2 separate regions of the Danio rerio genome follow, and region 2 is linked to region 1. The links are chromatin contacts, called in public Hi-C maps. All regions are on one chromosome and are shown on one strand. Each heading gives the region's core, a stretch centred on a gene start, on an enhancer-like site or on the middle of the called end of the contact. The rest is flanking DNA. Distances are from core to core; before and after follow the strand shown. Region 1 overlaps sb:cb288. Region 2 holds the start of adra2b (adrenoceptor alpha 2B).

Region 1 (6,258 bases), core at 3,402-5,901:
ATATTTGTCAAACTGTTGTGAGTTTATTGATCTGCTGTCACTCTGTGGGCGGAGTAATACACAAAGGTGAAGAGGCTGTAAGAGTGCTGTTATTGCAGAATATCACACTGCTATGAGCCAAATTAGATTCGATAACTAGACAGAACTGTTGTTTTTGTGTGTGTGTGTGTGTGTGTGTGTGTGTGTATGTATATATATATATATATATATATATATATATATATATATATATATATATATATATATATATATATATATATATATATATATATATATATACACACCAGAATAGGGAAGTCCCAGAGTAAAATGAGAAAATTTGATACACCAGTGTTTTGGAATATGGAAAAACTGTCTTTATGCTGCTTTTATCTGTTTTTATATTATTTGTTTTTATTTTATTTATAACTCTCTCTTTTATTCCCGTTTATGTAAAGCACTTTGAATTGTCACTGTGTGAAATGTGCTATATAAATAAACTTGCCTTAATTAAAATGCCACAAAAAAACACTCTTTTGTTCAACAAATTTTTTTTAAAGGGTAATGAAACAACTTTTTTGAGTTTGAATATACATACATAAATACATACACGGTAATACAATGCAGAAAACAATAGGAATGATACATTTCTTTACAATGTAAATGTTATCTGGCTATTTTTAAGATATTTCTGAGTGACACTTTTACTTGCATTTAATGAATCACAAAGGACAACAATTTGAGCAAAAAAATGTCTTTACTACTGTAAATTTTAAAACTACTACTGTAGTTTAAAAAAATTTCTTAAATCCCTTGTCTCTCTCAGGTGTTTGCTGGTGTTGCGATGACCAATCTGCCCGGAATTGTTGTTTTGGCGTTTGCTAAAGCTCAGCTCATCCAGATCTTCTTCTTCAGACTCAATCTGGTCATAACTCTTCTCGGCATGGCCCATGGACTCATATTTCTGCCTGTGCTGCTCAGTTACTTTGGTAAGTTATTAAACTAAACTGTCACTCACTTGACCTTTACTGTAGGTCACTTAATGACTGTCATTACCTTTATTCATATATACAAAATCTTGACTGGCATATTTAAAACAAAAATCAAGACGTATAAAGATACTATTTAAGGATAATAGAGTGCAACACCAAAAACATTGTCAAATTATTCCATGTGAATTGCAGTGGTTCAACTAATCATACGAAGCTCCAAGAACACTTTTGTACACCAAAACAATTTAAAAATGACATTATTCGCCTGTGTCTACCGCATCAGATCAGGGTGTGCATTTACTAAAGACATTTATGAACATTGAGCTACTATTAACAACAACGAAAAACTATTTCTTAGCTCAAGAAAAAAATAAAACACTTTAGTAGACATGGAGATTAAAATACTGATACTAACGTCTAAAACTACATTTTGATTTCAATGGGACTTTAACTAATAAAAAGGACTGTGTGTGTGTTTCCCAGGTCCTGGAGTAAACAACGCACTTCTGCTGCAGATTCAAGAAGAACAAGAAAAAGAGATGGAGCTCAATAGTAAAGCTACATATGACAACGTTTGCTTTGAAAACCATGAAAAATCTAACGGCGAAATCCACGTAGAGCCTGCAAGTTTGCCTGAAAACCATGAAAAGTCCAACGGCGTAATCCCTGCAGAGCCTTCAAGTTTCCCTGTAGAGCCTTCGAGCCCTCCAGAAGAGCCGTCAGTCCTAATAATGGCAGTGATTATGCCTGAAACCACCCAAATGCCCACCGAATGGGATATCTCCAAGTTGTAGCCCTAAAACTTTCTTTGAGTTTATTTACCATATCATTATACTGAACTGGAAGTCTTAAGAATGCCACTATTGTAAATGCATGCGAGTCTCTAAGGGAAATAAAGCAGCCAATCACAAGCCATCGATGAAACGCTGTAAGCAGAATGTGATCCTGCTCTGTCAGCTCTATGCGTTTCACATGGACTTCTCTGATAGCATTGCGCTACTGCTGTTCTGAAGATGGGAGATATTCAGCTTGTCGATCTTTCACCATCATTCGTACCGGTGATTATGTTGCCCAGGTCAAACCTGAGGCAAAGTGATAACAGATACAAGCTGATTCCACCATTTCACAACGAAGGAAATCACTACAATAGAGCACAATTGTTTGACTTTTTTATGATGTAATATTTGTTATTTAATTCTGTCGTTAAGGTTTCACATGATTGAAATGGTCTTGTTCATGACGGAAACACTTACAGCGTTGAATACAGGAAACTGCAACTCAAACACTCCAGTATAGAAAGAGTATTATCATAAGCATTACTATGTATTAAATGCACTGTGTGTATTTCTACCTTGTGTAAAACAAACCGCATTGAATGTTCATTACAGCTTGTGTGTTTAAAGTTTACCATTTACTGTTGAAGGAGCCATCGAGCACTTTTACAATTTCTCTTTTAATAAATGTTGGAAAAACATTTTCAGAGGCAATCAAGGAAAAACTTTTTATATGTAAAAATAAATGTTTTAAGGATATTTATTGTGGAATAAATGTAATGATTTCACACTGTTCAATGAAAATAGCGTTTTATTTTTGTCACAGGCAATTTTATGAATAAAATATAAAAAAAAACTGTTATACTGCATTTGTCATGAATACACACCTTAATCCTTCATATCATATATTCAAAAAGGTACTAGAAATATTTCTCAGAGATTTTGGTCCATTTGACATGATAGCACCACACAGTTGCTGCAGATTTGTCGGCTGCACATCCATGATGCAAATCTCCCGTTCCACCACATCCCAAAAGAGCTCTATTGGATTGAGTTCTGCTGACTGTGAAGGCCATTTGAGTACAGTGAACTCATTGTCATGTTCAAGAAACCAGTCAGATGATTTGTGCTTATTGACATGGCATGTTATCCTGCTGAAAGTAGCCATTAGAAGATGGGCAGACTGTGGTCATAAAGGGATGGACTTGGTCAGCAACAATGCTCAGATAGGCTGTGGCATCAACACAACGCTTATTTGGTAATAATGGGCCCAAGAGCACCAAGAATATATCACCCACACCATTACACCACCACCACCACCACCAGTCTGAACCGTTGGTACAAGTCAGGATAGATCCATGCTTTCATGTTGTTGACACCAAATTCTGACCCTACCATCTGAATGTTGCAGCAGAAATCGAGACTTATCAGACCAGGCAACGTTTTTCCAATTTTCTATTGTTCAATTTTGGTGAGCCTGTGCAAATTTTGGCCTCAGTTTTCTGTTCTTATGTGACAGGAGTGGCAGCCGGTGTGATCTTCTGCTGCTGTAGCCAATCTGCCTCAAGGTTGGATGTGTGATGCATTGAGAGATGCTCTTCTGCATGCCTTGGTTATAACGAGTGTTTATTTGAGTTACTGTTGCCTTCCTATTAGCTTAAACCAGTCTGGCCATTCTCCTCTGACATCAACAAGACATTTGCGCCCACGGAACTGCCGCTCACTTGATATTTTAATTTTTTATAACCATTCTCTGTAAACTCTAGAGATGGTCGTGTGTGAAAATCCCAGTAGCAGTTTCTGAAATACTCAGACCAGCCTGTCTGGCACCAACAACCATGCCACATTCAAAGTCACTTAAATCACCTTTCTTCCCCATTCTAATGCTCTGTTTAAACTGCAGCAAATCGTCTCAACCATGCCTACCTGCTGAGTTGCTGCCATGACAATTAGAAATTTGCGTTAATGAGCAGTTAGAGAGGTGTACCTAATAAAGTGGCCGGTGAGTGTAGTAAATTATTGCATTTTTTAAATGATTTCAAATATTAAAGACTGTCTTTAAAGGAACTTTTAAAGAGTTTAAATTAACGCTTAAGCTCCAGATGTTGGGCTCTGGAATAAATGTCCTTTATTTCACTAGACAGTCAGCACAGCAGCCACAATCGTATTATTAATTAATTTAATTCATTATTATTACTATTAATTGTATTACTGTAGTGCGGTAATTTTTATGAAGGGACAGAAATCTTTCACAATTCATTAAAAACATCTTCATATTTATTCTGAAGATTAACACAAGGCAGGTTTGGAAATGGGAAAGCATAAAGCTAGCAACATTTTCATTCTGAAGCCATCTAACGTATTAGTTTAAAACAACTGTACAAACTCGTCTTTAATCAAAGTACACATTTGCATACTGGATTACATCGACACACTTTAATCCAAAATAAAAGTCAGATATTCACAGTGAAAACCGCTAATAAAAAAGCCATGACATAAGTAAAATATCTATAACCGCGTACAGCTATTGTGCAAACGGGTATATTATCTACAATAAAAATGTGCAATCTGTAGCTCCCTTTTCTTACATTAACACACACACGTACCCAAAAAGACTTTAACCCAGAAATGTGCTGTTCTCTCTAACCAATACTGCTGTACAAGGCAAATATCTCACAAACTCGCTCTCTCACACCCACACACGCATGCACTCATTCACTGGTGCAGAGTTCACCTGGCCAAAGGGGACGTTTGGAGAAAAACAAACGTCTAGTTTCATAATAGGTGTTATATTTTGTGTGTTAATTAGCATATATAGGCAATAAAATCAAATAAAAGTCCTAAACAGGCAAGTTTACGAAGATAAAAAACATATGGGCTAAAGAATGAAGAGCTTTTGGCTGATTTCCTAGTTTCGTTGAGTTAAAAGTGAACACATCTAGTGACATCTAGTGGACATTTATGTCTTGGTCACTCTTCCAAATCATATATATTTATACACGCTTCAAGAGCACGTTTAATGGATGAACAGTTCATTTTAAAAATAATTTACTTTTACACACCCTCAAGTTGTATTAAATGTGTTTCTTTCTTATTTTTCTGTTTGATAAAAAAAGAAGATGTGTGTGTATGTGTGTGTGAAATCATCAGCCATTGCCATCCATAGTAGGGGTGGGGGAAGTACTGACGTCAATGGCTGCTAATTTTTACATTTTTTCAAAATACCTTCCTTTGTATTTTAAGAAAGAAACTGTAATGTGTTGGAAACATGCCGAATGGGAGTAAATGAGTAAATTTCATTTTTGGGTGAACCATCCCTTTGTCATTTCCTTTAAACATACGCATGCACCTGCACACACACACACATTTTTCAGTTGAATGCCCAAATCACAGATTTTCAGAACTATTTTTCAAATGGGACAGTGGATAATGTGTAGTGATCAGCCAAACAGACATTAAAGCTGCGGCTGATACAGATCCGACCTAAGATGAGTAACTCTGGGCAGGTGGAAGTCAGCATGTAAGAGACCTCTGCTCGTGAGCCCTCAAACTTGCTCTTTTTTTCCTCCTAGCAAGAGACAGGGAGACAAAATAAAAAGTTCAACACTATGGTTTAAATGCATTATGATTATGACAATGCAAGGAATTTTTTCACAGTATTTGAGAGAATAAATAAACAAACAAATAAATTAATAAATCCTATGGGTAAATATTACTAGCCACTTAAGATATTTTATAATGGCTACAGAACAAAAATCCCTATCGTCCAATAACTTGTCTAATTAACTTGTCTTGTTAACTTAATTATGCAAAATACAGTAACTAGTGAAAATATATGCATCATGGCAAAGACAAAAAAAGGAAGAAAAGAAAGAAAAAAATTAATAAATTTGTCTTCGACTGAGGATGATTTTTAAACCAAAACACACAAGTGGTGCATTTGTGTTTAGTAAAGAAAAGTCTTGTGAATGAATGAATATGATATTTGTTTAATATTTCACCATTAATTTGTTTAAATAAATGCATATGCACATAATCTGAATTGTTTGGAATCTAATAAGGGTGTCCGCACCATACATTTGCACAGACATTGTATATATTTTATAACAGCTGTCAAACTCTGCATAAAAATTGAAAAATGTTCATAAATTTTAAAACATACCTTAGAATATTGTTCATCTTGCATTTTTTGATCAATGTTTGATGAATATGTAATATGCATTTGATGTCACAATACTTATTTGATTTTAAAGTGGTTCTCCAAATCTTATACAGTGCTCAGCCTATACAGTTGAAGTCGGAATTATTAGCTCCACTTTGAATTTTTTATTTTTTAAATATTTACCAAATCATGTTTAACAGAGCAAGGAAATTTTCACAGTATGTCTGATCATGTTTTTTTTGGGTTTTTTTTTCTGGAGAAAGTCTTATTTGTTTAATCTCGACAAGAATAAAAGCAGTTATAAATTTTTTAAACACCATTTTTAAGGACAAAATTATTAGCCCCTTTAAGC
Region 2 (5,899 bases), core at 1,378-3,877, 130 kb before region 1:
CTCACGGGGATCATCAGCAAAAAGACAATGATCAAAGAAATGGAAAGCATCACTGCTATCAGCCCTTAGTCCCAAAGTATCACCCTGCTGAATGTTCACACATTTAGGGTGCAGTAGATCAGTGTACACCAACAAATAATTATCATTTGTTCTTTTATACAAAGACAGAGTCAGAAAGAGCACCTCCGGGGAAATCAGGAGGTGTTTGTGTCATCTGACACAGCCACTGAAGTCTAAAAGTCTTTTTTTTTGATAACGCAAAGAGTCATCATCATCATTATTTTTTTTTTAAAAAGAGCATGTGTACTAATACATACCGAACATATCATATCATATATCAATTCAAAAGTCTATTAGCAATCAGTTCAATCCATGACAAGTATTCTGTATTCACAAAGCCTTTCTGCATCAGAGCATGGCAACAACCTCCCCTATGGTCCTGCACTAGAGGGGAATCTGTAACTAAAAGCCTTAATGTTCGATCGGAGAAACTTGCGTCAGCTCGTTTCATACACATTGCCCATGGCAAGGATTTCCATAAAGAGTAATTTGTGTCTTTCAGCTTTGTTCCTCAGTAATAGTGCTGTGTAGGCATCAAGTAGACCAATCAGCATGAAAAATCAGTTAGTAAATATTCTGAATATGGAGTACCTCTGAAATCCTTAGAGAAATCCTCAAGGCTCTTAGAAAGTCGAGAAATAACACAAAAAAAAAAAAAACAAGAGAGGAAAAAAAATGCAGCAACCTTTGTATTGAGCTCCAAATCCTGTGGCTTGTCCTTGCAGGTGTGCCATAGTCCTCGTAAGTTCTTTTGTGTTCAGCCTTGATTTGTCAATGTCCGTGAATATTTTTGGATTAGCCCCATTTATAGCACAAGTCCTTGAGTCTGAAGCCTGAGGTGATAACCTGGACAGAATAGAGTCATTTGAGTCGCGTGGTCTCCTCGGTTCACCCGGCAGCACAAAAAGCCCTTCATTTACATCACAACAACGCCATTATTGTGCTTATTTTAGTGTTCTTTCTGACACTCGTGTTCTGAATAGATGTAAGTGTTTTTTTTTGTTTTAAATCTGAGGAGACGATGCACCTCAGGAGCTTCAGAAGAATGTGCCTTTGGTGTTCTTGCAGAGGATCTTTTTGAAGGCTCTGCGGAAGTCTTTGTTGAAGATGGTGTAGATGACCGGGTTGAGGCAGCTGTTGCAGTAGCCGATCCAGAAGAAGAACTTGAAGAGTGGCTCTGGCAGGGCGCACGACTCTGGGCACACAGCCTGTAGGCTGTATGAGAAGAAGAAGGGAAACCAGCAAATGACAAAGACACCAATCACTACCGCCAACACAAAGGTGAATCGTTTCTCTCGGTTCACCATCGCTTTGCGGCGTGCAGAGTTGGGCGTTCCATCTTGCTTGGCCTTTCGGGCCACCAGCTTGGCACCTTTAGCGGTGGCGATCATGTCTCTGTATTTCTGCATAGTGGCAGGAGAATGAATGCCACTGGGGGTCATAGTCGGGGTGCAAGGGACCTCTAACCCCCTCCCACCTTGCTCAGTGTCCGAATCAGAGCTCATGCTTTCTCCATTATTGTTGTCAGGCTCTTTCTTGTTCTTGTTTTTGTTGTTCTTCTTCTTCTTCTCCTTTTTCCCCTCTTTACTTTTACTGGGAGCCACTTCAGATGAATTCGAAGGAGATGGCGAGGGGCATGGGGTGGTTGGTGTCAAGGTTGTTGAAGGGGCTTGCAGAAGGTTGTTGGCGATCGGGGTGTTTGCTGCCTGCTGGACAGACTCCACTTGGGACACAGCCAAAGTTGGAGGCCTGGCTTTTTTCTGAAGGGTGCCTGGCGTTTCATCTCCTCTTCCATTTTGGATCTTGTGCTGAGGAGTCGTAGCATTAGCTGGGGCTTCTTTGCGGGGCTCCCCTGGTGGACACCGTGTGCGCTGCTTGGCGATCTGATAGATCCGCATGTAGACTAAGATCATTATTAGACAAGGAGCAAAGAAGGAACCAATAGTAGAGTACAGGATGTACCAGCGCTCATCGTTGAGCTGACACTGAGGCAGCGCACCTGACTCGCCACCACCTTTATTCTTGTTCATAGATAGTAGTGGCGGAAATGAGATTACCGCTGAGATCAACCACACCACCAAAATGGCACACTTGATTCGTTTCGGTGTCCGCTTGGGACCGTACGTGACAGCACGTGAGATAGACATGTAGCGGTCTAGACTGATGGCGCACAGATGTACTATGGAGGAAGTGCAGAACAACACATCCAGCGCCAGGTAGATCTCACACCATACAGAGCGGAAATACCAGTAGCCCATCAGTTCATTGGCTAGGGAAAAGGGGATGATGAGGGTGGCCACCAAAATGTCTGCAGCAGCAAGGGAGACCAAAAAAAGATTTTGGGGTCCTCTTAATGAGCGACTTGTTAAAACAGCAATGATGACCAGGATATTGCCTACTATTGTAATAAGCATCATCAATGTGATGGCTGTTGCAAAGGCTGCTGTGGCTTCAGGAGAGTACGGGGCGAGTTTTATCATGCTCTGGTTACAAGTCGGTGAAGACGTGCCTCCAGTGCCATTAGTGTGGCCAGGCAGACCCACGGCAACAGGGCACGGGCTATCCATGACTGCAAATGCAGAAAGTGCACGTGGGCAGTTCTTCTCTATGGCAATCCGTATGTGGGTAGAATAAGTTAAATAATATGGTTTTGGTGTTTATTTTATGTTCTAAAAACTAAGTGTTCAATATTTTATTAAATATTACATTAAATAAAACCTTTATGTACAAACCCCCCTACGTATAAACAAATGAATACATTGTTAACTGCACTATAGATTCTGTCAGTCATCGTATGTCACATCTCGTCGAGTGTTGTGAATTTATTATTTTGCATCTCAAAAGATTGAAATAAGCCACATCTGAGTAACATGCAACTAATAAAATGTAATAAACATCCAATTAATTGAAATACATTTTAATTTATGATTCTTATTAAGTATTTTTGCTTGTCTGCCGTTATATCATCAACTTAAGAATGTTGTTACATAAGACAGGTTGAAAATTGAAATGTGAGAGGGGGGAAAGCCGAAACAAAAGACTACTGCAGAAATATGAGTGATCAAATCCGAAGTGACCGATTGATTAAATGCCAATATGAAAATCATGCGCAATATTGTGCTTCTATTAAATGATTTCGATAATAATTCTTCAGTTAGAACATTACAAAATTGGAACATTCAATTTGCGAATTCAAAATCTTCTTAAATTGTTGACAAGTAATTACAAAACAAATATATTGGAATGCTTAAATCTAGGTTACCCAGATGCTCAACCCTCCACGGAGCGCGAGGCTTTAAATATAAATCTCCAGAGAGAGCGCAGCAGCGCGCGGCGATGTGCCAGTTTCCCCTCACAGTTTTCACAAGTTTGCAGAAAGAATTGAAGTGCAACAACTACCCTGATAAATGATGGAGTCTGGTGTAGTTGTGTCGTTGTTACATTCCTGAGTGGAGAAAGTCGGCTTAAGGATCAGAGGCACTCCAAAATAGTCGGGTATGTCCAAGTAATAAAAAGAAGTATAAGTGAAAACAGTTTGTCTTCCGTCTCTCTTCGTGTTTCTCCTGTTTCAGCAGTATCTCATTCAGCAGGTTGGATGCCTCCTACATGCCGCGCGCATTACCTCAGTGACAGTTTTAAGTATCGGTGCGGCTCGAGCGAGCCGCTCTCGCTTCATATCTACGCAACGGTTCTCCTCAGTACCCCAGTATAAGTGATGTCAGGACGGGCGTCATGAGGCGAACTCTTCCCTCCCACTTAAAAGCCTGACCTATCCTAACACTCTATTGTCAAGCATAAAACAAATACAGGCGTGTAGTGGATGCAATTCTAATCAAACCTTTTGGAGAGGTCAGCCGCACAATCAACTTGTATCCAAAATGGATAAAGGTAATGATTTTGATTAATGGTGTCTGCACAATAAAGAGCACTGTTTATTATTAGGAAACTTGCAAACAGGATATATTTGAAAACATTAGGTACGGAAAATGAAAAAAGCTTTTTGCTGTTATTGTGCGTAAAAAAAACGCTGCAAAGCATTTTATCACTAAGTTGCCGACTGCATTTAACAACAAAAAACAACAATTAAAAGCCAAACAAACTATAAAAGCAACAGAAAGCTTTTTAAAACGCTTGAAACTTTAATCGCAGACTGCACACTCGTGCGTAAAAGGACTCGTGACGGTCGAGCGCTTCCTCCGCACCGTATTTTGCGCTTCATTTCTGAAAGATCAAGTGGTTAATGCTCTCTTCAGATATGATAAAGTGCAACATATACCCAAATGCAATTTAGAACCCCTTCAGACGTACCCATTAGGATCAGTGAATTTCTGTTTCCTGGATGACCTTTATCAATAGTGATTGTAGCAAAGAACATAGTACGTTATGTCAGATAGGTCGAATGATTTGATGCATTTCCAGAATGCAAAAATTATTTCCAATAAATATTTGCACAAAGCAGTATTTTGTACAGAGAGCCCTTCGATGTTTTAGAGAGATATTGGCTGTTTTATTAGTTTACTGTTTTGATAGATAGATAGATAGATAGATAGATAGATAGATAGATAGATAGATAGATAGATAGATAGATAGATAGATAGATAGATAGACAGATAGATAGATTGATTGAATGGAAAATACATGTTTTTTGTTTGTGTATTTTTTTTTTACAAAACTGTGGTAAGCTCTGCCCCCTTATGGACAACAAACACATTTGTTCGTGTTCTCAGAACAATATTAAACCATAATACTTTTGCAGATGTTTGAGCATTCAGTATTAATCAGTCATTCTGAAATCAGTATCTTGATTTATTGTTTTCAGCTTTAAAGTTATATTCACAGTTGCTAGCTCTTATTATTTACAATATGATTGAATGACATTCAGTGCAATGAATAATCATTTAATCATGATCAAAGATGTAACATCTCAGTTGAAATCATTTTTCCTAATTGGAAGCCTAGAAAAACACCACATTTGAGTGTTTAAAGGAAGGATTAAAATAATTAATATCCAGCAATGTTGCTGGGGAATGTCAGTTAATCGTGTGCAGTGGTGTAAAGTAACTAATTACAAATACTCAAGTTACTTTAATTGAGTAGTTTTTCTCAGGAATTGAAATTTAATAAGTAGTTTTAAAAATGTGTATACTTTTACTTTCCTTTGAGTACATTTTTAGTGAAGTAATCAGTACTTTTACTCCCCTACTTTTCTTCAATCTTCAGTCACTACTTTATTTTTCTTGTCTATGGGGATTAGAAAAATCAGTCCTGTGGTTCCTGTCCAATCAAAACTCAGATAGAAGGTGTATCAAAAGAAATATATTAATGCAATTCAAATATATAATATATGAATTTATGTCTACTTTAAACTTATTATAAATATTTAATTATATTGCTTAATTATAATGATAATTTTATTTTATTTTTTTTTCTTAATTTTTTTTTGTCGAATAATTTTGTGGCTCAAAGGTAATGGTTCAGGCACCGTTTTGGCACAGGTACCGTTTTAAAAGTATCGATTTAGCACCAGTATTGAAATAACCTCAAGCAATACCTAACCCTACCTAAAAACATGTGCGCTTTATAATTGCAGCAAACTGTTCTTTACATGCATCTTAAAAGTCTCTGGGTCAATGCATGTCACTGATGAGAAGCTGACAGATGTTTACTGTATGATGATCGAAATGGCCTTAAACATCCAGCAGGCACAAGATGTCAACATGATGTCAGAATGAAGTGTTACCCCAGTGTCATGGGAATGTTGCATTTTGTTTTTCCATGAAAATCATGGAAGTGTCAGCATGTGATGCCAAAATGACGTTGGATGTTTGCTCGACATTGA

Evidence for each region. A called contact is a pair of places that touch in the nucleus more often than the background predicts.
Region 2: a contact with region 1 is called in a Hi-C map of an unstated tissue, with 2.7 times the contacts expected there. The contact joins the promoter of adra2b here to the enhancer-like site in region 1. A contact is called at or near these places in 3 of 18 Hi-C or Micro-C datasets (caudal fin, hematopoietic stem cells and an unstated tissue).

What each region holds. Positions count from the first base shown.
Region 1 is chr8:48,957,429-48,963,686 of GRCz12tu, reverse strand. It overlaps sb:cb288, which reads right to left. Exons shown (of 5, transcript XM_002663185.5): 5 at 4,000-5,312. The coding sequence ends at 5,258. It overlaps npc1l1 (NPC1-like 1), which reads left to right. Exons shown (of 21, transcript XM_073910990.1): 20 at 806-968; 21 at 1,455-2,537. The coding sequence ends at 1,765. Among named protein-coding and RNA genes, the nearest start is that of sb:cb288, 21 kb to the right of the region's middle. Within about 2 kb of position 4,651, at least 9 of the 62 cell types and tissues checked have an H3K27ac peak or open chromatin away from gene starts, as enhancers often do. A contact at or near this core is called in caudal fin, where this site is marked.
Region 2 is chr8:49,082,505-49,088,403 of GRCz12tu, reverse strand. It overlaps adra2b (adrenoceptor alpha 2B), which reads right to left and starts at 2,627. Exons shown (of 1, transcript NM_207638.1): 1 at 1,098-2,627. The coding sequence starts at 2,627. The coding sequence ends at 1,098.